Linked DNA regions of Mus musculus: all the other regions are linked to region 4. The links are chromatin contacts, called in public Hi-C, HiChIP or PLAC-seq and promoter capture Hi-C maps. All regions are on one chromosome and are shown on one strand. The core of a region is the stretch at or near the end of the contact, and the rest is flanking DNA. Distances in the headings are between cores, read along the strand shown.

Evidence for each region. Promoter capture Hi-C pulls out the DNA fragments that hold promoters and counts their contacts. A called contact is a pair of places that touch in the nucleus more often than the background predicts. HiChIP or PLAC-seq counts read pairs in DNA pulled down with a chosen protein or histone mark.
Region 1: a promoter capture Hi-C map of erythroid cells shows a contact between it and region 4, with 31 times the contacts expected there. The contact joins the promoter of Iqgap1 here to the promoter of Man2a2 in region 4. A contact is called at or near these places in 2 of 39 promoter capture datasets (cranial neural crest and erythroid cells) and 2 of 9 other capture datasets (liver and macrophages).
Region 2: a contact with region 4 is called in an H3K27ac HiChIP or PLAC-seq map of acute myeloid leukemia, with 2.3 times the contacts expected there. The contact joins the enhancer-like site here to the promoter of Man2a2 in region 4. A contact is called at or near these places in 8 of 39 promoter capture datasets (the C10 cell line, the HPC-7 cell line, HPC-7-derived erythroid cells and 5 more), 1 of 484 Hi-C or Micro-C datasets (double positive thymocytes), 10 of 115 datasets of contacts at active chromatin or transcription factors (the HPC-7 cell line, acute myeloid leukemia, bone marrow-derived macrophages and 7 more) and 3 of 9 other capture datasets (adipose tissue, liver and macrophages).
Region 3: a Hi-C map of pre-pro-B cells shows a contact between it and region 4, with 2.8 times the contacts expected there. The contact joins the promoter of Zfp710 here to the promoter of Man2a2 in region 4. A contact is called at or near these places in 4 of 39 promoter capture datasets (the C10 cell line, liver, neutrophils and 1 more), 1 of 15 datasets of contacts at CTCF or cohesin (large pre-B cells), 4 of 484 Hi-C or Micro-C datasets (B cells, CD4 T cells, pre-pro-B cells and 1 more), 3 of 115 datasets of contacts at active chromatin or transcription factors (large pre-B cells, pancreatic cancer cells and pro-B cells) and 2 of 9 other capture datasets (adipose tissue and pancreatic islet).
Region 5: a promoter capture Hi-C map of stem cell-derived epiblast-like cells shows a contact between it and region 4, with 4 times the contacts expected there. The contact joins the enhancer-like site here to the promoter of Man2a2 in region 4. A contact is called at or near these places in 6 of 39 promoter capture datasets (the C10 cell line, embryonic stem cells, liver and 2 more), 1 of 15 datasets of contacts at CTCF or cohesin (large pre-B cells), 5 of 484 Hi-C or Micro-C datasets (B cells, embryonic stem cells, large pre-B cells and 2 more), 3 of 115 datasets of contacts at active chromatin or transcription factors (acute myeloid leukemia, large pre-B cells and pro-B cells) and 1 of 9 other capture datasets (adipose tissue).
Region 6: a contact with region 4 is called in a promoter capture Hi-C map of liver, with 6 times the contacts expected there. The contact joins the promoter of Zscan2 here to the promoter of Man2a2 in region 4. A contact is called at or near these places in 7 of 39 promoter capture datasets (the C10 cell line, cranial neural crest, frontonasal cranial neural crest and 4 more), 2 of 484 Hi-C or Micro-C datasets (B cells and embryonic stem cells), 11 of 115 datasets of contacts at active chromatin or transcription factors (T-cell acute lymphoblastic leukemia, embryonic basal ganglia, embryonic forebrain and 8 more) and 2 of 9 other capture datasets (embryonic stem cells and liver).

What each region holds. Positions count from the first base shown.
Region 1 is chr7:80,801,320-80,805,071 of GRCm38.p6, reverse strand. Iqgap1 (IQ motif containing GTPase activating protein 1) reads left to right here and starts at 1,741. Exons shown (of 38, transcript NM_016721.2): 1 at 1,741-1,931. The coding sequence starts at 1,877.
Region 2 is chr7:80,626,917-80,630,373 of GRCm38.p6, reverse strand. Crtc3 (CREB regulated transcription coactivator 3) reads left to right here. Exons shown (of 15, transcript NM_173863.2): 3 at 635-754. Among named protein-coding and RNA genes, the nearest start is that of Gm15880, 7.4 kb to the left of the region's middle. Within about 2 kb of position 1,538, at least 231 of the 459 cell types and tissues checked have an H3K27ac peak or open chromatin away from gene starts, as enhancers often do. A contact at or near this core is called in the HPC-7 cell line, acute myeloid leukemia, adipose tissue and 10 more, where this site is marked.
Region 3 is chr7:80,024,321-80,027,823 of GRCm38.p6, reverse strand. Zfp710 (zinc finger protein 710) reads right to left here and starts at 1,596. Exons shown (of 5, transcript NM_175433.5): 1 at 1,341-1,596.
Region 4 is chr7:80,369,531-80,373,298 of GRCm38.p6, reverse strand. It overlaps Man2a2 (mannosidase 2, alpha 2), which reads left to right and starts at 1,924. Exons shown (of 24, transcript NM_172903.4): 1 at 1,924-2,197; 2 at 2,370-2,567; 3 at 3,554-3,706. The coding sequence starts at 3,575.
Region 5 is chr7:80,003,426-80,007,204 of GRCm38.p6, reverse strand. No RefSeq gene overlaps it. Among named protein-coding and RNA genes, the nearest start is that of Zfp710, 21 kb to the left of the region's middle. Within about 2 kb of position 1,849, at least 17 of the 459 cell types and tissues checked have an H3K27ac peak or open chromatin away from gene starts, as enhancers often do.
Region 6 is chr7:80,858,878-80,862,719 of GRCm38.p6, reverse strand. It overlaps Zscan2 (zinc finger and SCAN domain containing 2), which reads right to left and starts at 1,789. Exons shown (of 3, transcript NM_001382511.1): 1 at 1,643-1,789.

The sequences.
Region 1 (3,752 bases), core at 492-2,991, 430 kb before region 4:
ACACACCTGCCTACCCCAGGTTTCGAACTTGCAGTGAGGACTTCTGCCTCTGCCCCAAGAGTACTAAGATGACTGGTGTAGTGCAGCTGCTTATAGATTGTAAGTTATCTTCTTCCTTTAGGAGCTCAGGGCTATGGGTGTAGCTTAGTGGCAGAGGGCTTGACTAGCGCATGTCAGGGCATGGGCTGTATCCTAAGCACTATATAAAGTTCTTAACTTTTCATTTATTTATCTTGACACACAGACACACTCTCTACACATTTCTGGCTGTCCTGGAACTCACTATGTAGACCAGGCTGGCCTTGAACTCACCGAGATCTGCCTGCTATTGTCTCCTGAGTGCTGGGATTAAAGTCGTGCCTCAACATGCCCAACTAAGAAGAAAGTTTGTAAGGAAAGAGCTAGTAAATTGAAAATGGCTGGAACAAAGAGCCTGGAATTGGGTTGTAAAGGTGCCCACCTGGCATGGGAAAGTACACAAACTGCACTGTGAAGGGAGTAACAGGAAAAATTACATCTATGACAAGAACTCGGAAGCTGGGTGTGGTGGCACATGCTTTTAGTTCTAGCAATCAGGAGGAAGAGACAGGTGGATCTTCAAGGGTAGCCTTGCCTATTTAGTGGGCTCCAGGACAGCCAGAACTACATAGTGAGACTTGTCCCCCTTCCCAAAGAACTCCGTACTTTGGAAAGAGCATGCTGGCAATCATGATGATCTGGTTGGCACAAGTGAGAATAGAGATTATGATGATCAAAAAAGTGTTATCACAGGTGGGGACAGAAACAAAACTAGATGCTTCAGAAATAGAGGTGAGTCGAGGAACCTGGGGTGTGTGTGTGACTGGTGATGGAACACTTCCAGAGAGTGGGGCAGGAACAGGATCAACGTTTGACAGGTTTTAGTGTCTGTGAGAGGTCCAAAAATGCACGTTAGATAGTTTGGAACTACTGAGGGGCTTCTAGATGGTCTGGATTGTAAGTAGAAGCCATCAACTGTTTATGGTGAGGGTAAGAGTCCTGAGAATGGGACTTTTACTTTATTATTATTATTATTATTATTATTATTATTATTATTATTAGAGCCAGTGATTCACTCCAATCCAGGCTGGTTCAGAATAGAATTCGGTTGAATACTGGCACTTTAAAAGATCACAAGGGTAAAGAGACGAGGCATCCTTATTAATAGGGTCAAGATAACCCCCCTAAGATCTTGCAGATTGTAAAGAGCTGATAAACAGCTCTTCCGCGTGAGCATCGTCATCCCCCAGTTTAAGAGATTGAGCAGTTCTATTCTTTAGCACTGTTGGGGAGAACAGAGGTCAGATTGACAGAATGTAGCAGAGAGTAGGAGTGGGAGTCTTTCCTGACAGTGGGTCCTACTTGCTTCCAATAATCACACTCTGGGCCACTTGCAACGGCTCCTTGAAGGAGCCGCGGTGCAGAGGGGGTTAACTCAGTTGTCAGGAGAAGGCAGGCGCCTAAAAACATTTGGATTTCAAGCTGTAGACATTGGCGGCCTTTTAGTCAGAGCCGCAGATAGGGCGACAGCGGAGGAGTGTCGGGACAACGGACCAAGCCGGCCTAGGGACTCGCTACAGCACCCCGCCTCCTCGCTTCCGCAAGTGGAGAGCGAAGAGGGCAGGGGCGGGTCCTGTAATACTGACCACGCCCCTTCCGCTCGCTCCGGGGAGCGCAGCTGGGCGTGGACTCAAGGGCGGGGTCTGCGGGGCGGGACCTGCAGGGTGGGGCCGATGGCGCGGGGCGGGGCTCTGAGGACAGCGACAGCCCGCGCACTGGGCAGGAGTTACTGCTGCTACGGTCGCCCGCGTCTTCAAGGTCTCTGCGCTTCCTCACCGGAGACCTGGACTCGGCCGCCATGTCCGCCGCGGAGGAGGTTGATGGCCTGGGTGTGGTCCGGCCGCACTATGGCTGTGAGTGCCGAGGGCTTGGGGGTGCGCGGGCGAGGGACCAAGCTCGGGTTTTCCCAGGGGCTCAGCCGGGCGGGTGCGCCGGGTGGCTTGGGACCGCACGGACCCGGAAGAGCAGCTGGCTGTATGGCTGGTAGCAAGGTTGGCGCCCGAGCCTTCTCGAGCTCCGGAGGCGGCGGGTAGAAACCTGGAGGCCTCTGCCTTCGCTAGGCGCTGCGGCAGGGGAGCCCCACCCAGCTCCTCCACCGGTTAGTTCTACTGAGATTGGGGAAGACGGCCTAGGGTGAGGTGGCAGGAGAACTGACTGTGCAGGGCGTGTCCTGGGCACTGGACCCAGGGGTTCTGCTCGGGCGTGGTGGGAAGGTGCTGCCCGGATTGCTGCCTGCGAGGGTGACCCAGGGCGCAGACCCGCGCAGCCTCAGGCTAGCTGCGAGGTGCAGTTTTAGGCAAGCAGCTTATGCTTTCTCCTGCTGGGTTCTTTCTTTAGCATTTCAAAAGTAAAATTAAAACATAAACACACCCAAACCGGCTCCCCCCACTTCCTCATTTTCTGTGACTATCCCTGCAACCTTAGTAAACTAACCAGCTGTACGTGGGATAGTAGTTACAAGAGGATCCCTTTGAGTCCCAGGTTTAGATTTTATGTTTTGGGAAAAGTACTTTCTTAAAGGATACTTTAACACATCCAGTTATGCATTGGATAGTGTTATAATGTGTGCTACGTTTGTGAAATTAGGGATGAAAAAGATCAAACAGTGCCTTCAAAACCTGTCCGAGAAAGAGACAGGTGTACAGAGATTGATAATTAGATGAGGGGTTGGGAATTTAGCCCAGTGGTAGAGTGCTTGCTTAGCAAGTGCAAGTCCTCAGCTCCAAGAAAAAAACCAATAAGGTGCAATAAAGATAAACGATGCATGAACTAACTCTAACTGGGTATAAAGAGTAATGGGGGTGAAGAGAAGGGACTTAACAAGGCCATGGGAAGGTAGGTGCTGACTTTTAAACAGAGGCTTGGAGGATGCAGTGTGGGGCAGGGTGAGCAAGACATGACTTTGAGAGGGCAGACACAAACTAAATATGGTATTGGAGAACATAGGGTTACTGTACGTGGAAAACCGAGGGCATCGAAGTGCAGAGGTGGAATTGAAAGGGAGAGGAGAAAAGTAAAAAGGATTTCCCGAAGTAGCCCAGGCTAGAGTGAGAATAGCTCTGATTGCCTTCCCAAGGAGTTATCCCTTGGGAAGACAGTGGAGAAGGCAGATGGCTACAAGGTAAAGTCCACAGGCCCTGGAGTCAGGTGGGCTGCAAAGGCCCTTGATTAGCCCTCTGACTGAGTTCTTCCAGCCTCAGTATCCTCAGCTGTCAAATAGTGGTGATCACAGGATGGGTCTGGGCTAGAGTAGGAGCATGTGTGTAAACTGTGTAGTCCAGGAGCTTCGGTTATGAAGAGAGGGGAGAGTGTGACCAACAAGGATAGACTATAGTTGATGCCTCTTGAAGCTACAAGAAAATGTAGTACATATATATTTAAAACACTTAAAATTTTGGTTCCTTGATAATTTCTTTTTTAAAGATTTATTTATTTATTTTATGTATATGAGTACACTGTAGCTGTACAGATGGTTGTGAGCCTTCATGTGGTTGTTGGAAATTGATTTTTTTAGGACCTCTGCTCGCTCTGATCAACCCCTCACTCAGGCCCAAAGATTTATTTATTATTATAAATAAGTACACTGTAGCTGTCTTCAAACGCACCAGAAGAGGATGTTAGATCTCATTATGGGTGGTTGTGAGCCACCATGTTGTTGCTGGGATTTGAACTCA
Region 2 (3,457 bases), core at 289-2,788, 260 kb before region 4:
GGCCTAGGTTGGCTTTGAAATTGTGATTATTCTGCCTCTACCCTTCAAATTCTGGGATTACTGGTGTGTGGCACCCAGCTCGATATTGCAGTTTTAAACGTGTGTGTGCGTGTGTGTGTGTGTGTCTGTGTGTGTGTGTGTGTGTGTGTGTGTGTCTGTGTATGGGGGCGAGTGCGTCTGGCATTTGTGTAGAGATCCGAGAATAACTTCATAGAGTTGGTTCTTTCCTTCCTTCTGTTTGTGGGATCAGGGGTTGAACTCAGACTCGGGGTTGGTGAGGCAGGCACCTTTACCCACTGACCTATCTTGCTGGCCCAATAAACACATCTTAGAGGAGAATTTTAGAAGAGCAAGAAGAGCTTGAAGTCGTAGTCCCCCGGATTCTCCATTTCCTAATTGTGACAATTTTTGTATAGAATCTGCCTGCTTCCATATTAACACATTAAAGGCTATTTTTGATATATTCTGTAATTATATAGAAACAGAGCCATGTGTGACATTTTATTTACTTTGACGCAAAGCACCAACATGCAATAGTAAAGTTAGAAGCTCCGGCTTTTGTCTGTTACCAGTTGCTCCTGAGGGTGAGTGGCAGTTCATGGTTGAGGCTAACTGTTCTTCTTTCTCTCTGCAGCCATCACTTCATCAAGCCGATAATGTTCGTGGAACCCGCCACCATGGGCTGGTGGAGAGGCCAGCCCGGAACCGCTTCCACCCCCTTCACCGAAGGTCTGGGGACAAGCCAGGGAGACAGATATCCTTTTTCCCTGTCTGAGGAGAGTGTGTTTTGAAATGATTGAGAAATGGCCGGGATTTATCTCCCTGTGGTTCCCCTGTGGCCTCAGAGCTTCATCTGATCTGCAGAGAGGAAGCAATAAAAGTAACAGAGTTTAAAACTGTAAACATCCCTACAGCCAGACTGGGAAGAGCTCGGTCGTTGGTTATGAGAGCGTCGGTAAAGTTCCGTTGACTAGAACAGAACATAAGCATTCAGTTCTGGTGGACAAGGCATCTTTGACGTTTTCTTCAGAAATCAGCAGTATTAAGCTTGACTTTGAATCAACTAGAGAGATGTAGGCTGTCTAGCCAAACCCAGGCAGATCCATGTGTTTGTGTTTTGTTGACCTGATGACCTGCTTTTGGAACTGAAAGAGGAAATCTTACAAGACTGTCTGTCTGTCTAGTCTCAGACTCAGTAAATGACAGGTAAGATGTAAAGTGGGCGTTTAGGAAGCCTCCTAAACAGAGATGTACCAGCGCACTCTGTGTGGCTGAGTAATGAAGAAAGGAGCTGTGAGCCCGACCGGCTGAGCTCAGCACTGTCTGTTGGGAGTCGGACAGGGGCCAGGCTAGGGTGGCTTTCTGAGTGGGGCCAGCACAGTACTGAGGGTTGGGGCAGACAAACCTGAGCCTGCTGGTTAGGACAAGGAGAGGCAGAAGTGAGGAAGCTTCTCTCACTTCACTGAGCTCAGGACAAGCCTGGCGGAGGAAGGAGCAGATGGGCGGGGCGAGTCTCCCTGCAGAGAGCTGATTCCTGGCAGTGATGGCAGAGTTGGCTTCATAAGCTTAGAAACCAGGAAGTGGGGGAGGGCACTCATGTTTACTGAGCACCTACCCATGCCAGACACTGTGCTAGGCAATTTATATGTCATTTAGTCCTCAGAATTCAATGAGTCGTTTGTTTTTTAACCCTCAGTTTTCCCACGAGAAAACTAAGATATCAGAGTAAGTTGCCCAAGAGTCCACTGCTGCGACTCATGTAGCCCAGGCTCGTCCACTCAGTGGCCATGCTAACATATGCAGGAGAATACTCCTGTGAGGAACAGCAGGGATGTAGAGAGGAAGCCCAGCTTTCCTGGCCATCATGGCCTCTAGGTCTCTCTCTGCTGAGAGGTGAGGACAGTGGTTCTGGGGAGTGTTGACTTCTCCCAGCTCTCCCCACTGGACAGATCCAGCCCACAGGGCTGCAGTGACTTCTAGTTCTCTCTGTTACATGGTGTCCGTCAGGGCACATAAGAATGATGTAGGATCGTGGGAATTCCTTCCCACACTTCATGTAGAATGTAGAGGGTAAAGGGAAGCAGTTTATCTAACGAGCACATCTGATGTGGAGTGGCACACCGAGCGATTGTCCAAATGGCTTGGAATCCTCTAGCAAACAACCAGATGTTTCTCTGCCTGATTGAACTGTGCAGGGGCTGGAGTGTGCAGCTCAGTGGTAGGTGCTTGCCTAGCATTCTTGAGGGTTTGGGTTCAAGAAAAAAAATTTCCCTGGTAGCGTGGCTCAGTGGCAGAGCCTTATGGCTTGTGCACAGCCTAGGGTTCATTCTCAGCATGAAGAAGGAAAAGACTGGAAGGAGGGGGAAGGGAAAGAGAGAAAAGGGAAGAAAAGGGGTAGGGGGAGAGAGAGATGGAGAGAGAGAGAGAGAGAGAGAGAGAGAGAGAGAGAGACACGGACGGGAGAGAGAAGGGGATTGAGGCTTAAAGGTTAAGAAAGAAGTAGGGTGTGATGTGTCCACTCACTAAACACACATGGAGACCCTTTCCTGGACCAGGCAATGTCTTAGGCACAGAGCTCAAAGTGATGAAGGGGATATCAACCCTGTATTTTTGAGTTTTACAGTCCTTTGGGAGACGGTGGACAGCTAAGAGGCAAATAGTAATAATTAATTAATTAAGGAAAATAACTTCAGATAGTATCTTAGTTACTTTTCTAGTTCTGTGATAAGACACCATGTCCAAGGAAAATTATAGAAGAAAGAGTTTATTAGGGGCTTAGAGTCCATGACATCATTGTGGGGAGCATGGCAGAAAGCATGCTGGCAGGCATGGCACTGGAGCGATAGCTGGGCACTCACATCCTGAGACACAACCTCAAAGCAGAGACAGCTAACTGGGAATGTCTTCTGAAACCTCAAAGTCCACCCCTACCCAGTGACACCTCCTACAACAAGGCCACGCCTCCTAATCTTTCCTAACTAGTTCTACCAACTAGAGACCAAGTATTCAAACATGAGAGGCTATGAGGGCTGTTCTCATTCAAGTCACCATAGATAGTATATTCAAGAACTTAGCAGTTCCCAGGAAATGTTCTGACATTGGGAATGGAACAGGTAAAGTCCTAGGAAGGACTGTACTGCGTGTTCAGGGAACCTGTCTCATTCTGGGCAATACATCCTAGAGGATGGCCTGGCTCTGAATCAGTTTGTAAGAGCATTAGCAAAGCTTGCCAGCTCCCAGGGAAAGGAAAAACCAAACAGATATGCAGAGAAAGTTGTTGAGCGCAGAGTGTGATCTGATTCACTGATCATGAGCTGTCTCTCTGCGATTGTTTCCTAAGCCCCTAGTTGGGATTCTGGGCCTGGACCTGTGCTGATATACAGAAGTTCGCTAGCCTAGGGGCGTCACTAATGAACTAATAAGTCCTGTGTGAGGAGTCAAAAGGCTGGGCAGCAAG
Region 3 (3,503 bases), core at 347-2,846, 350 kb after region 4:
AAGGAACTCTGCAGTGTCCGGGTGAAAACACACCCAGACTACTGCTCGGCCTGGTCGGAACCATCACGCAGGGCGTAGAGATACATTAATGACCGTTTTGGATTAGTTAAAGCCCACACAAGCACCTCCCTGGCCTCTTAAATCTTCCCAAACTACAGTTTAGACTGGAGGGAAGCAGTTGCAGGGACCATAAAAGTCATCTTAAAAGGCAAGTTGAAAAAAAAAAAAAAAAAAGAAAGAAAACCAACAACCCGCTACGCACGAGTTAGCAAGTCCGCAGCTGGGGCGGAGGGGTGGGGGGTAGCACCGAGGCCGGCTCGGTGGGGTCTGAGAGTCGTGGAGGGAAGACCACCCGATTCGGGGGGCTCCTCCGTCTGACGCCGACGATCACGCCCCACAGCTCCGTCCAATTAGGAAAATGACCGCGAGGAGAGGGAGAGGGGGCGGCGAGGAAGGGAGGCCGAGCCACGGGAGGCTCGAGATCTGCCGTGGGGATCTGCCCACCGGTTCCCGGCCCGGGGGGTGCGCCTTCAACAGGTCGGAGACGGGGCCACCGAGGTGGGCCGGGGTCCCGCGCTGGTGACGCCCGCTGCCCTCGAGGGGCGCCCGGCACGCCAGCTGCGCGCTGAGCCCTAGCCACCCTGCCGGCCGGGCCGCGCGGCCACCCCACCCGCTCCCGGAGTAAAAAGTTTGTGGGCAGCCGCAGGGGCGGGGCGGCGAAGGGTGAAACTTTGAGTCCCGGGCCGGGTGCGGGGGGAGCATCCCCGAGCGCCGCGACACCCACGTGCGGGCCGGAGACCGCCGCCGCCGCCTCCCCGGCCTCCCACGCTACCGCCGCGCTTTCCTTTCATTTTGCTGCTTCTCTGCCTGTGCCTCTCTCTCTCTCTCTCTCTCTCTCTCTCTCTCTCTCTCTCTCTCTCTCTCTCTCTCTCTCTCTCTCTCTCTCTCTCTCTCTCTCTCTCTCTCTCTCTCTCTCTCTCTCTCTCTCTCTCTCTCTCTCTCTCTCTCTCTCTCTCTCTCTCTCTCTCTCTCTCTCTCTCCTCTCTCTCTCTCTCTGTCTCTCTCTCTCCTCTCTCCTTCCCTTCCCCCTCTCCTCCCTCCTCCTCCCCCCCTCCAGACGCCATCTCTCTCTCTTTCCCCTTCTCTCGCTCCAGCTCTCCGGCATGAGGGAATGTGGAAGTGAAAGGAAAAGACGACATGTTTGCCTGCGCGCCGCCGTCCCCGGGGAGAGGCGGGGGGCGGGTCGACCGCGGCCGCAGCGACCCACCCCCGCGCCCCCCAGCCACCCCGCCGCGGGCCGCCCGGGGGCTGGCGGGGCCGCGGGCTCGCGGGACACTCACCCTGGGTCCGGGCGCGGCTCCTCGCGCTGGGGGCCCTCGGCTGGCCGGGCCGGGCGGGCCGGGGGCTCCTGCTGCCCACCGCCCGGGTTGCAGCTGCGCGCCGCCTCCACGCGCGCCCGCCCTGCTCTGCCACCCTCCCTCCGGCTCCTCTCTTTCTCCCCCCCTCTCTCTCTCCCTCCTGCTCTCTCTCGCGCTCGCTCGCTCTCTCGCTCGCGCTCTCTCCCTCCCTGGAAGAAGGGAATGAGGCAGGGCTGACGTGAAGGGATGCTAAACAGCTCCTCCTAAGCCTGCTCGCAGAGGAAGAGAGACAGAAAAGCAGCCCTTTTATCTCTCTTTTGTTTTCTCACTTCCTTCCACCCCCCCAGCACCCCCCTCTCCTCGGCCCAAGTTTTCTTTTTCTCTTTCTACCGCAGAGAGGATTTTTCTTCTTTTCTTTCTTTCTCTCGCTGCAACTCTCCTACTCGAATTGCAAGCCTGGAGGCTTCTCTTTTTTTTCTTCCCCTTCCCTCTTTTCTTCCTCCTTCCTCCTTTATTTCTCTAAAAGGGTTTTGTTTGCTGTGGGAGTTTCGTTTGAAAATCGAGTCACGCCTTTTTCCTTCTTTTCTTTCGCCCTCTCCCTCTTTTTTTTCCCCTCCTCTCAGCAGAAAAGGGGAACAAAGATTAACAAGCGGGGGAGAAGGGAGCGTCAGAACCTCGCATGGAAATGGGGGGGCTGTCCCTGCCAGGCACAAAGGGGGCTCCAGAGAGCAGCCCCCAGGAAGTCTGGGGTGCCCTATCCCAAATAAGAGCTAATGGGGGTTGGGGTCGGGGGAGCCCGAGTGGCCAGTCCTTCCGAATACGGGTTAGGGCTCAACCTGCCCCCTCCCCAGTCAGGGGTGGAAGCTGGGGGTGCTCTTCACTTAATATATTTTTTAAGTGGGCAGATGGGACTTAGAGCAAACGTCGCCGCAGAGCCCTCAACAGTAAAGAGCCTTTAAACAGCTGTTCGCAGAGCCCTGGACGGTCAGACTCGAGGGAACGGCCCCGGCTGCTATCACCGGGACCCGGGTGCGAATGGGGTTCAGAGGAGTTCGGGGTCCCTCGCATCCTCCCCAAGCCCAGGGCCTAGGCTCGACCCCGGGGTGCACTGCTGGAGGGCGCCGAGGCGTGGTCGTTCGCTGAGGTCTGGGCCCTTGTGGCTCCCCGCGGGGCCCGGGGTTCGGCATAGCCTGGCCTCCTCCCAGCTCTGGGACAGGCCGGACACCCCGCCTCCAACCTCCCGGACACCCGCCACTCAAGAGCTGCGCCGCTCGACTCCGACGCATGGGCGGGTACGGAGCCCGCGGACAGAGCGGGGCAGTGTCGCCACCAAGGGTCAATTATTCATGGGGCGCCTGGGCGTGCTCCCAAGACCAGCTCTGTCTTCGGCTTCTCCAGAGGAGTGGAGACAACACGGGGGAAAAGTTCCCAGAGCAAAGTTGGCCACATTTCTTATTTTCCCAAGTAAGTATTGAGCACCTGCTGGATGCCTGGCCCTTGGACTGGGGCTGCAGCTGGGCGAGAAACGTGAGGTCTCGGCGGGCCCAGACAAAGCGAGGGAAGCTGTGGCTCCGGACCAGGTCACCGAGCTGAAGGGAAGCCTGGATCCTCTCCCCTCCCTGCGCTCTTCCTTCCCCTTCCCTCCTTCCTCCGGGCTGCATCTCCTTGGCTCCACCCCTTCTCATCAATTCCTCCCACACTTCCCTGCTCTCCCTGGCTTTTCACTGGAGGGTCCCTTCTCCCAGCGAGGAGCAGATGCAGAGCCCCATTGTCTCTCCCCCAATGACTGCAGCCTCCCAGGGATAGGACCAGCCACTCCTTCCCCTCCCCCCAGCCCAAAGGCCTGGGTCTTTAATGACAGGAGCCCCAAGGCCACTGCCCCTCGCCCCACCCTACACCAGCTCACGGAGCTGTGAGCAATGACTCCAGTCACTCAGAACATGATTTATTTCTGGCAAGGAGTGAGAAAACAGAAGCCAGAGAGTTTGGTTCAGCAAGAAGGACCCCGTGATTTCAGGCTCAGCACACTGGGTCTCTAGTGACCTCAGCACCTTCACCAGCCAACAGGGAATGCTGGAAGCCACAGTTCTGTCATCACCTGCCCTCTCCAGAACACCCAAGTCATATTTTCTCAAAAAAAGACAA
Region 4 (3,768 bases), core at 675-3,174:
CAGTATCTAGGAAGAGTAGACCATCCTCTGCCTAAATATGCATCTGAAAACTGTTCTTAGCTGGATCCACAAGAAGCTGGATTGCAGGGGGATAGCACTATTGAAATCAGCTATGACAGAGTACTTGCTATTGCTGTATGGTGAGGCTGGACCACAAGTGTACTATGATTCTCTCCCAGGCCAGAGGAGGCCAGCAGACTGGAGAAAGACCCACCCCTCATCCCCATTTTGTAAAAGACTACACCTTACTGCCTTTTTATATCCCCCTTTTTTAAAAAAATTAAGTTTTTATTTATTTATATGAATACACTTTAGCTGTCTTCATGCACACTAGAAAAGGGTCTTGGATTCCATTACAGATGGTTGTGAGCCACCGTGTGGTTGCTGGAAATTGAACTGGGGACCTCTGGAAGAACAGCCAGTGCTCTAACCACTGAGCCACCTGTCCAGCTCCCCCACCCCTTTTTCCTGTTTCCGTAGCATGTAGGCTCTCTTCCTTCTTGGAGGCCACTGTAGTTACAAACTGCTTGATTCCTTCTCTCTCTCTCTCTCTCTCTCTCTCTCTCTCTCTCTCTCTCTCTCTCTCTCTCTCTGTGTGTGTGTGTGGTGTGTGTGTGTTTGCAGTCACTGTGGCACATATGTAGGAGATCAGAGGAGTCTTTCCTTCCACCACGTGGACTCTGAAGATCACACTCAGGTCATCAGGCTTGGTGGCATCTTTACCCACTGAGCCACCTCACTGGCTTCTGGGTTGCTATTATTTTTATTTTGAGACAGGGTCTCACCATGCTGCCCAGGCTGGCCTGGGACTCACCAAGATCTGCCTTATCTCTGTTTCTTGACTGCTGAGGACCTGGGTTCTGGGATGTTTTTATAAGGACAGGATAATCTGCTTTCTAAGGGCTCTGCCTTCATGAGCTAATCTTAATCTTATCAAAGCCCCACCTCCCGATATGGTCAAATCTGGGGACAGAACTTCAAGATGTGAACCTGGGGTTAGGGGTAGTCTACAACAGAGAGTAATATTTGTTTTGCTACGTAGTCCAGGCTAGTGTCCGTTTGCTGGGATCCTCTAGCCTCAACTTCCCAAGAGCTGGACTTTTAGTGGGCCAGCTCAGTTTCAGGCAGTAATTTTAGCAATCTTTTTTTCTTTTGAAACAGGATTGCAAATGTGTAGTCCAAGATAGCTTCGAATTTGTGTCAATCTGAGACAGGAGGATTTATAGGTGTGTGCCACTACGATCTAGCAAGCAATCTCCCCCCCCCCCCCCCCCAAGTAGCTATGGCTGTCCCGGAACTCAAAATGTAAAACAGACTGGCCTCGAATTCAGAGATCTCCCTGCCTCTGCCTTCCAGGTGCTGGGACTAAGCACGGGCTCCTACATCCATCCAAATATTAATCTTAAAAGGAAGAAAAGTGTGGAATTTGTGGAGATGTTCATTGCAGTATGGTATCTTACGCTGTAAATTGGAAACATGGATGCTCAATAAACCTTTAACCGGATGATATGCATTTCGCCCTTAGTGTCAGGAAACCCAGAGCCACCCGGAACTCACAAAACCTAGAGGGAGGCACTATTCCTTTGACTAAGAAACATCACTATTGAGCCAGGCAGGGAGGCCACGAAGCACCGCACGGTTTTGCCCTTTCTGCTCCTGCCTAAATCTTACTCTTGGAAGACCAAGAGAAAAAACAAAAACAAAAACAAAAAAAACAAAAACACAACAAGAAACAGTGGCGCGACCTTGCTGGGGTTCCGCCACTCCCGCCCTGCCGGGTCAACGGCTGCGCACAGCCGCCCCGCAGCCATAGCGGACCCCGGCACCGACCCAGCGGGAGGCGACCGAGTCGGGTGCCAGGGGGCGCTGCGGAACCCGGCGGGGGGCGAGGCAGCGGCGGGACCCGGCACTAGGGGACGCTGCGCGCGGTCCCCCGCGCCCCTCCTCCTGCCGGGCGCACCGCTCGGCCCCGTGGAGGCGGGAGCGCGGGAGCACAGGCGCGGGGCGAGCGCAGGGAGCGCGCAGCGGCCCTGGCCCCCGCGGGAGCGCGGCTGCGGGGCCGAGCAGGGGCGGTGGGTGGCCAGGCGTCCCTCTTAGCCTGCGCAACTGCCCGCGCGCGGGCCGCGGTCCCCCGGGATGCGAGCAGTGGCGGCTCGGCCGGCCGGGTCCCGAGCGGCGCGGAGGCCGGCCGCGTACGGTAACGGGCCAGGCGGGGCGTGGGCGAGGACTCCAGCCTGCAGGCCGCGAGCGTTGCGGCCCCCGGGTGCCGGTTGAGCCCCGAGGGCCGGAGGGGGGCTGGGCGGGCCGGAGGAGGGGGGTTACATCTCGGCAGGTAATTGCCCCACGGTGACCCAGCTCCTGCTCCCTAGCTCCGCCCTCTTTGGCCCGGACCCAATCTCCAGGGACTAAAAATATTGCCCGGAGGCTCCTGAGCGGAATCAGATCGCATTAAGTAGGACGCAGGCTGAGGTGACTGAGCTTTTCAGCACCAGGGCCCGAAGAGCAGACTCCAGAGAGCGGTCCCGCCCACGCGCGTTCAGCAGCTAGCGTCCTCCCTCCTCCGGCAGGCAAGTGGGGACTCGCGGGCGGTGGCGGCAGGCACTGTGGGTCGTCTCGAGTTGCCCCGTTTCGGAGCCGCTGTGCCTGGCTTCCGCTACCCTGGGGACTTTATCAGTCTCGCCGCTAGCTTCCTAAGAGTCCCTTTAAAGCACTCTGGAAGCCAGGACTGGAAGTTTTGCACAGCAGGAATCAGTACTGATGGGGACAATCCTAGAACTGGGTTGCGTTAGAAACATGGGCATTTCTTTTTCTCTTAAAAGAAATCCATTCTGTATTCTCTGAGATAGGATCTGGGCCAGGCACTGTTTCTGCTGAGTTCCAGTCAGCCCCAGGAGGTCACAGGGGAGGCAGGGTGTGAGTGTGTGTGTGTGGGGGGGTTGTCTGTCTCTCCAGCTGGTGATTGTACCCCTAAATCAAACAAAATAAAACCTCTTGTATTTATGTATACATCTGAAGGGAGGAAACACGTGGCTTGGGAGAGCCTTCTCAGAGTCCTGAGCAAGCTGTTTGCAATCAGTGGTTGTGTAATGAAGTGTGGGTCAGAGTTGGGGCTCTGTTATCCCTGTTTGTTTGTTTGTAATGTGTTACATTTATTTATGTGCATGTACGTCACAGAAAACATGCGGCAATCAGAGGACAATTTGTGGTAGTTGGTTTTCACCTTCCACCATATGAATCAAATGAATCGCTTTGGTTGTCAGGCTTGCCTGCAAGTGCCTCTTTACCTACTGCACCCCCACACTCCACATCCTGGTTTCTATAGCTTGGGCTGAGGGGAATCAGAACTCCTCTCCTACAGGACCAGCCCCAAATATATGTGCTACTTGTGTGTTGGGAGTCATAACCAAGATTTGGTACTTGAAAGCTTACTTGCTTTTTTACCCAGAGTCAAGCAAGTAGGTTGGTTCTCCTTGGGAGTCCACAGAGCGTTTGTTAGGAACACCAACAGAAGGGTTTTGCATGCCAGAACTACAGGTGGTGTCTCTCCTGCCAGGAACGTGCCTCCTGGGTCAGTATGAAGCTGAAAAAGCAGGTGACGGTGTGTGGGGCTGCTATCTTCTGTGTGGCCGTCTTTTCTCTGTACCTTATGCTGGACCGAGTGCAGCATGATCCTGCCAGACACCAGAATGGTGGGAACTTCCCCAGGGTGAGTCACACCTTGTTCTCTTCTTCAAATGCAAGTCACCTGGGCTCAGGAGAGTCTTGTCA
Region 5 (3,779 bases), core at 600-3,099, 370 kb after region 4:
AGGCACCACACTTGGGCCTTTTACAAGAGCAGCAAGCGCTCTCTACAGCTGAGCCAGCTCTTTGACCTCAAACAACATATATTTAAACAACATATAAAGCATGACAAAGCACTCTGGAGGCCGTGGGGGGAGAGGTCAAGGTTGACTTGGGGCTTCTGGAGGCTGGTATAAAAGGAAAGGAAGACAGTATTCTCATCCAAAATACAAATATAACAGGCACGGCGGCACACACCTGTCATCCTAGCACTAGGAAGACAAAGGCAGAAGGGCCAGGAGTGTAAGACCAGACTTGGCTATTTGATATCTTACCTCAAAACTCTAAAAAGAGGGAGGAGGAGGAAAGAGGATGAAGTGGAAGAATAAGAGGAGGAGGCAGGAGTGGTCATGTGGGTGTGGTAAGGTAGGCGTGTAACCTCAGGGCTTGGTGTGTAGAGGCCAGAGGACCAGGACTTACAGGCCAGATCCAATTACAGATGAATTTGGGGCCACCCTGAGCTACATGAAACTCTCTCAAAAGCCCAGAAGAAAAAGTTCCAAGACAAGCAGAAAGGCAGACTACCTTAATTTTTTATTATTATTATTATATCTAAGTACACTGTAGCTGTCTTCAGATGCACCAGAAGAGGGAATGAGATCTCATTACAGATGGTTGTGAGCCACCATGTGGTTGCTGGGATTTGAACTCAGGACTTTTGGAGGAGCAGTCAGTGCTCTTAACCACTGAGCCATCTCTCCAGCCCTTAAATATTTCTAAAACTATTTTTTATTAGATGCAGGTTAGCATACATACATATATATATATATGTGTATATATATGTGTGTGTGTGTATATATATATGTATATATATACACACACATATATATCATGTAATATATAATATATGAATTTAAAAAAAAGACAGGTTACTCAAGAGAAAATTCTAGAAAATGTCTCACGCCAGGTCATTTAGACCATCCCCAGAACATGCAGAGGCTGGCAGATCTCTGTGAGATCGAGGTCCAGCCTGGTCTACAAATCAAATTCCAGGACAGTCAGGACCATTACATTTAAAAAACCTAGCTCAATACCTCCCACCCCAGCCCCCAATAAAAAAAATAAAACAAAATGAAGAGAAGTTTGCGTGAACACAAGGTCAGGAGAAGCTGTAGCTGTTTGCTGTCCTTCCCCCATCTCATCTGGGCGGTAGCACCCACCATACCTGAGAAATTCTCCCAGACCAGAGGGGAGAGGCAAGGGGGCAGTGGCAGAGGGAGTCCCCTGCCCACATCCTTCTAAGTAGAGAAGCCGCCAGGGCTGTGGCTGTTCCTCCTGTAGCCTGTCCCTCACTTCCCTGGCCTTCCTGTAACAGGGGTGCACTGGGGAACCGCAGGCAAAACTCGGAGTTCACTGTCCAGCACCCCCAGACAGGTGTCACCTCCAGGAAAAGATTGACCTTGTGGCCTCCTTGATATCCAGAAGGCATGAAGGGAAGATGAGCCTTGGGATTTACTTACTTAGGTATTCATTCATTCATTCATTCATTCATTCATCTTGTGTCTGTCAAACTGGCCTTAAACTACTGACCATCAGCTTCTGGAGTGCTGGGATCACAGGTGTGCACCACAAAGCCTGGCTGACAAATGGGGTTTTAAGAAATGTGCGTGCGTGTGTGTGTGTGTGTGTGTGTGTGTGTGTGTGTGTGTGTGTGTGAAGTACCAAAGGGTGTGTGAGGAAAACCTGGAGTTGATTTTCTCTTTCCACCACGTGAGTTCCAGAGCATTTAAACGATGTTGTCAGGCTTGGCAGCAAACACCTTTACCTGCCGAGCCGCCCGCCGAGCCACCGAGCCAGCCTGACAGGTCGGCTTGCAGTGGGTGGAAGCCCTGGAGACTGGCACCTTCTCTTAGGCTGCACAGATCCCTACTGTTTGCTCACACAGAGCAAACCGACCGCAGAAGGAGGCTCAGCTCTCCATTTCCAGTCAACCAGGATTTAAACCCCAGATCCATGGGAATCGTGGAACCTCTTGAAGTCTGTTTCTCTTTCTAAAGGTCTGTTAAGAGCAGGATCCCTCGAGAGCTGCTATATTTAAGGCTTAGGTACCACACAGGTCTTGCTACTGGAGGAGAACTGCCATTCTCCAGCGTCTGCCTCAGCAGTGGCTAAGGACTCATGAGATTTGAATTGTGTGGCTCGTGGCTGCCGGCCCACCTCACCTGGATACTCTCCTGATGAATCGCTTGTGTAAAACAGTTCCCAGCCCCTGCCAGCTTCTGCGCCAAGCCTGCCTCACACTGGCCTTCATTCAATAGTCCCAGTGACCATGCGGAACCACCTGAAAGCCTGCCCCCCCCCCCCCCCCCCCCGTCTCCATGCTCTTTAGCATCCAGGACTAATTCTTGTTTCCCCTTTGAAGCTGTAGCCCGAGTAAGACCCCCTCTGCTTCTCAGCCAGGGCCAGCCCCCGTCTCCTTCCTCCCTTTAACAGACTGGAACTATTTTAAGTACGGGCTCAGAAGTCAGACTATCCATCCATCTCTCTTTTCTTTACTTATTTTTGGTGGTTTCAAGCAGTCCAGGCTGGCCTTGAACTTCTGATCTTTCTGCCTTCAGCCCCCAAGTGCTGGGATGACACTTGTGTGCCACCCTGACCTGTTTCTGTGGTAGTGGAAACTGTACATGCTAGGCAAATGTCCTACCAACTAAGCCACTACCCCAGCCCTAGACTCAAGCTTTTGAAAATATTCTCGGGGCTGGTGAGATGGCTCAGTGGGTAAGAGCACCCGACTGCTCTTCCAGAGGTCCGGAGTTCAAATCCCAGCAACCACATGGTGGCTCACAACCATCTGTAAGGAGATCTGACTCCCTCTTCTGGAGTGTCTGAAGACAGCTACAGTGTACTTACATGTAATAAATAAATAAATCTTTAAAAAAAAAAAAAAAAAGAAAATATTCTCTCTGGGTTCAGTGTCTGCTATGGAAACACGAGGTTCAGCTTCAGATCCCCAGCACCCCGTGTTAGTGCTGGCTGGACAAGGTGGTGCTGGCCCATCCCTTTAGGACTGGGGTAGGGGTGGAGATAAATATCAAGAGTTACTTAAACCTGTTAGCTCTGGCATCAGCAAGAGACTCTGTTTAAAAAAAAAGGTGGAGAGCGATAGGAGAAGATACCCTAAGTCAGTCTATAGCCTACACAGGAGCACATGCAGCTGAGAGTGTGTGCACACACAGACACACACACAGAGACACACACACACACACAAACATCCTCTCACACCAGTGGTGTTTTGACTAAATGTAAGTGTAAATAACTTCTTTCTAGATCAAAGCTCACCCCCACTTTCTGTTTTCTTTTTTTTTTTTATTTCATTCTTTTAAAGATTTATTTATTTCATGTATGTGAGTATACTGTTGCTGTTACTGTCTTCAGACACACACCAAAAGAGGGAATTGGATCCCATTACTGATGGTTGTGAGCCGCCATATGGTTCCTGGGAATTAAACTCGGGACCTCTCTGGAAGAGCAGTCAATGTTCTTTTTTTTGTTTTGTTTTTCGAGACAGGGTTTCTCTGTATAGCCCTGGCTGTCCTGGAACTCACTTTGTAGACCAGGCTAGCCTTGAACTCAGAAATCCACCTGCCTCTGCCTCCCGAGTGCTGGGATTAAAGGCATGTGCCACCACGCCCGGCTGCAGTCAATGTTCTTAATCACGGAGCCATCTCTCCAGCCCCTCTTTTTGTTTGTTTGTTGGTTGGTTGGTTGGTTTATTTATATTTTATGTGCATTGGTGTTTTGCCTG
Region 6 (3,842 bases), core at 540-3,039, 490 kb before region 4:
TATCCCAGCCAATAGAGATGACTGGGCAGAAGGCAGGGGGTGGAGCAAAGGTTCCCAGGCTTGGGATCTGAGGTAGAGACCATGAAGAGAGAAAAAGAAAGAAGGAAGTGGCCATGGGGGAGGTAGTTCATGAGCCCATGGCTATAGGGGCTGGCCTGATGGAGTAGAAGCGGCCCAGGCAGAGCATGGCAAGTGATACCTTGGGAGGTAGACAAAATAGCCCAACTTTAATGCTTTTAAGCTTATTATGAATCTACAGGTTTCTGTGTCTTTTATCTGGGAACAATATGGTCTGAAGTGGGGTAGAAACACCTAGTAGATATTTAAAGACAACAAGGGGATATAGCAACCCAATAATAATAATAATAATAATAATAATAATAATAATAATAATAACTACCACACACATACACAGCATTGCTCTTTTCAGAAGACCAAAGGAAGAGTAGTGGGATGCAGTGATCTGGGCTGAGAGAAACAGAACTGACATATCCTACCCTAAGTCAGTTCAGACTCCCTTCAGAGACTGTGACCTAACAAAGAGGTTAGTCATTCAACCTCAGTGACCACTTAATGAATAGATAACACTCATCCTTATCATATGGAACATCATAGTGATTACTAATGGATCGCATGTCAAGGTGCCCCCAGCTTCACTACAAGTCATTAGTGCTATATTTCAAAGGAGGTTGCCCTCAGATAATCTCCCAGATCCCAGAATCCAGGACTCCTCAAGGCCCCTATATAAAATGGTGTACCAAATACCTTCAATCATCTCTAGACAACATATACTTAAGTGTAAATAATATGTAAACAGTTGGTATGCTGTACTGTTTGGGAATAATAACGAGAACGCTCCTACATGTTCAGTACAGACATTTCTGTTTATTTTTTTGCTTCTGAAGCAAGATCTCATTATGTAGCCCACGCTGGCCTCGAACTCCTGACCTGCCTGTCCTGCTTCCTGAGTGCTGAGATTACTGCCTGCCCAATTCCTTTTTAAATGAACACACATGGGGATCATTGCGGGGGGTGGGGGTGTGGGGGACACACACCTAGATCTGAGTAGTAGCTCTACAAAATATTCAAAGCAGTGGAATTAAAAACTATTTAAGTATTATGAAAGCAATGAATATTTATTTTTAAAAAATCATTACACCATAGAATCAGATAACATGCCCTCCCCCATGAAAATAGCAAAAGTTAAAACAGAACAGCAACAACAGAAAGAAAACTGAAGCTCCCAATGTCAATTTGTCCAAAATGACTACGTGAAACACAAATACATCGTAATTCTTCCTGGACATCCCGGGAACACTGAACCTAGACAGCTTATTAGCTAAGCCTGGCTCCGACACGCCCCCTCAGAACCTCAGTTTCCCCACCTGGTCAAGGAGGCGGCTCGGTGGGATGTCGTCGAGCATCCCTTCCCAGTGTAAAGCCTGCGTTCCTAGGCTGCGCGTACCCAGCGCTCTGGTGTGAGCGGAGCCTCGAGGGCTCCGAAGAACCAGGACGCAGAGCTGCGCGTCCAGCCCGTCGGGCGCGGACACCGACGCCCCTCCCCCAAACTGCCCTGAGCTGGCTCCAGGCCCGTTACTCGCTGTCTCTCTGGCTGTTCCCCGCGGGGCGCGCGGCTCCTGACCTGCCTCTCCCGCTCGCCTCTCCAGGGACCAGGTCCTGTTCCCGCTATCTCTCTGAGCGCAAAAGCACCCCACGGTCTGGCCCGGCCCGGCCCGGCCCCTCTGGATTCACCTCAGCTCAAGCCCAAGGGGCACAGAGAACAATGGACGGGAGAGGCCCGCCCATGGCCACTCTCATTGGCTGTCCACAACAGTTCCTGAAATTCTGCTCCACTATTGGTGAAAACTGCGTCCAGATGGGCGTTGGGAGGGAAGTTCCACCCGATGCATTGCGGGAAATGTAGTTTACCCAGAGACGGGGGGGGGGGTGGTTTGTACCTGAGCGAACAGAGGGTTTGATAGCCGTAAGTAATGCCTCCGGATCAGAGGCAGAGGACGACCCAGGACTAGCTGTCTGTCTTCTAGTACTGCCCAAAGCTTTCACCTGAGACAGATAGTGCCAATTCTCTAAAGCTCGCGTGTATTTATCTATAAAAAATGAAAGCTGGGTGAATGTATCAGTCTTTTTCAGCTGAGAATTGAGTGGCAAATGAGCCCTCGAGAGCCAAAAGCTGACTCTAAGCAGAGAAGAAATCTGCGCAATCAAAGTTCCTCTTGGCCCAAGTTCGCACCTCTCCTGGAAATTTGCAGCTACGCACAGGCATTTGCACTCCGGGGTTGCACTCCCCTTTGTTTTCACACGTGGTATTCTTGCGTCTTCACGAAAGCCCCGCCCCGCTCTTTCTGCTTTGTAAGTCCTAGTCTATAGTCGGCTCCTTGGAACCTGCCCTACAGTTAGGCAAGAGGTTAGCTCTGGGAGGGAATGACCACCCAGGCACCCTAAAACAGGACACAAAGGACAATAGTGGTCCTTCCAGATGGGTCATCTCAAGGTCCCCAAAACAGGATGTAAAGAACAGCAATAGATGGTAGTGGTCTACTAGTTGGCTCAGCTTCAACTGGCTTCAGGGTATCTCTAGATAAGAGTATGCATGGAGTGCCTGCTACCCCTTCACCAAGTGAACTTTTCAGCTTTGAGGGCACTTAAGCCCCAAGACTGGGTGAAATGAGCTTCCAAGAAAAGTGTGCCACTTTGTTTTAGTGCCCGCCTTAATGGAGGGACAGGGAGAGGATAACAGATAAAGGATAAATCTAAACCCACTTCTGTCCCCGACACAGCCATTCCTACTCTGTACGGATTGCTCTCTTCCCAAAGAGCATACAAACTTTTACTCCCTTACTCGCTCTAGTTAAAACCCTTGACTTGGGGGCTGGAGAGATGGTTCAGTGGTTAAGTGTGGGAAGCCGTTGCAGAGTGGCAGTTGCAGAGTGGCAGTTGCAGAGTGGCAGTTGGCTACTGCTGGCCACTACACATACATAGGCAGTGAAGGTTCTTTTGCCAAGACAAGTTAACCAATCAGATGTGAGACACACCTCTCCTAGGCCTATGTAAGCAGCACCAGTTCTGGGCTCAGGGTCTTTTCGCCTCTACAATCAAGCTCTCCCAATAAACGTGTGCAGAAGGATCCTGTTGCAGCGTCGTTCTTCCTGGCCAGTTGAGCGCGCGTAAGAGTTAAGAGCACTTGCTGCTCTTGCAGAAGACCCCAACACCTACATTACAGCTCACAACAGTTTGTGGGCCTGGTTCCATGGGATCCATACTAAATAAAAACAAGAGAGTAACTACCTGGACACTCAGGTAGGAAATCTAAGGGAGAAGTGATAAACAATATCCTCCGTGGTCTACGATAAAATGCACCTTTACCCACTGAGCCATCTCGCTGACCCAGGAACTGTTGTTTTCTCATTTTGTCGTTTGCTTTCTCGTAGTCTATCAAATGAAAGAATTTGAATGTTGGAGAGATAGTTTACTGGTAAATAGCACTTCCTGCTCATTCAAAGGATCCGAGTTCAGATCCCAGCACCCGTATGGGTGCCTTACAACTCCCTGTAACTCTGGCTCGCACGCGCGCGCACGCGCGCACACACACACACAAACATACACACAGCAAAATAAATTCATTTCTTCTGACTTAAAATGATATTTGGCTTTAAATTTTTTATTTTATTTTATTTTATTTTATTTTATTTTATTTTATGTGCACTGGTTTGAGGGTGTAGGATCTCCTGACTGGAGTTATAAAAGTTGTGAACTACCATGTGGGTGCGGGAGGTTGTACCAGGGTCCTCTGAAAGAGCAGCCAATGCTCTTAACCACCAAGC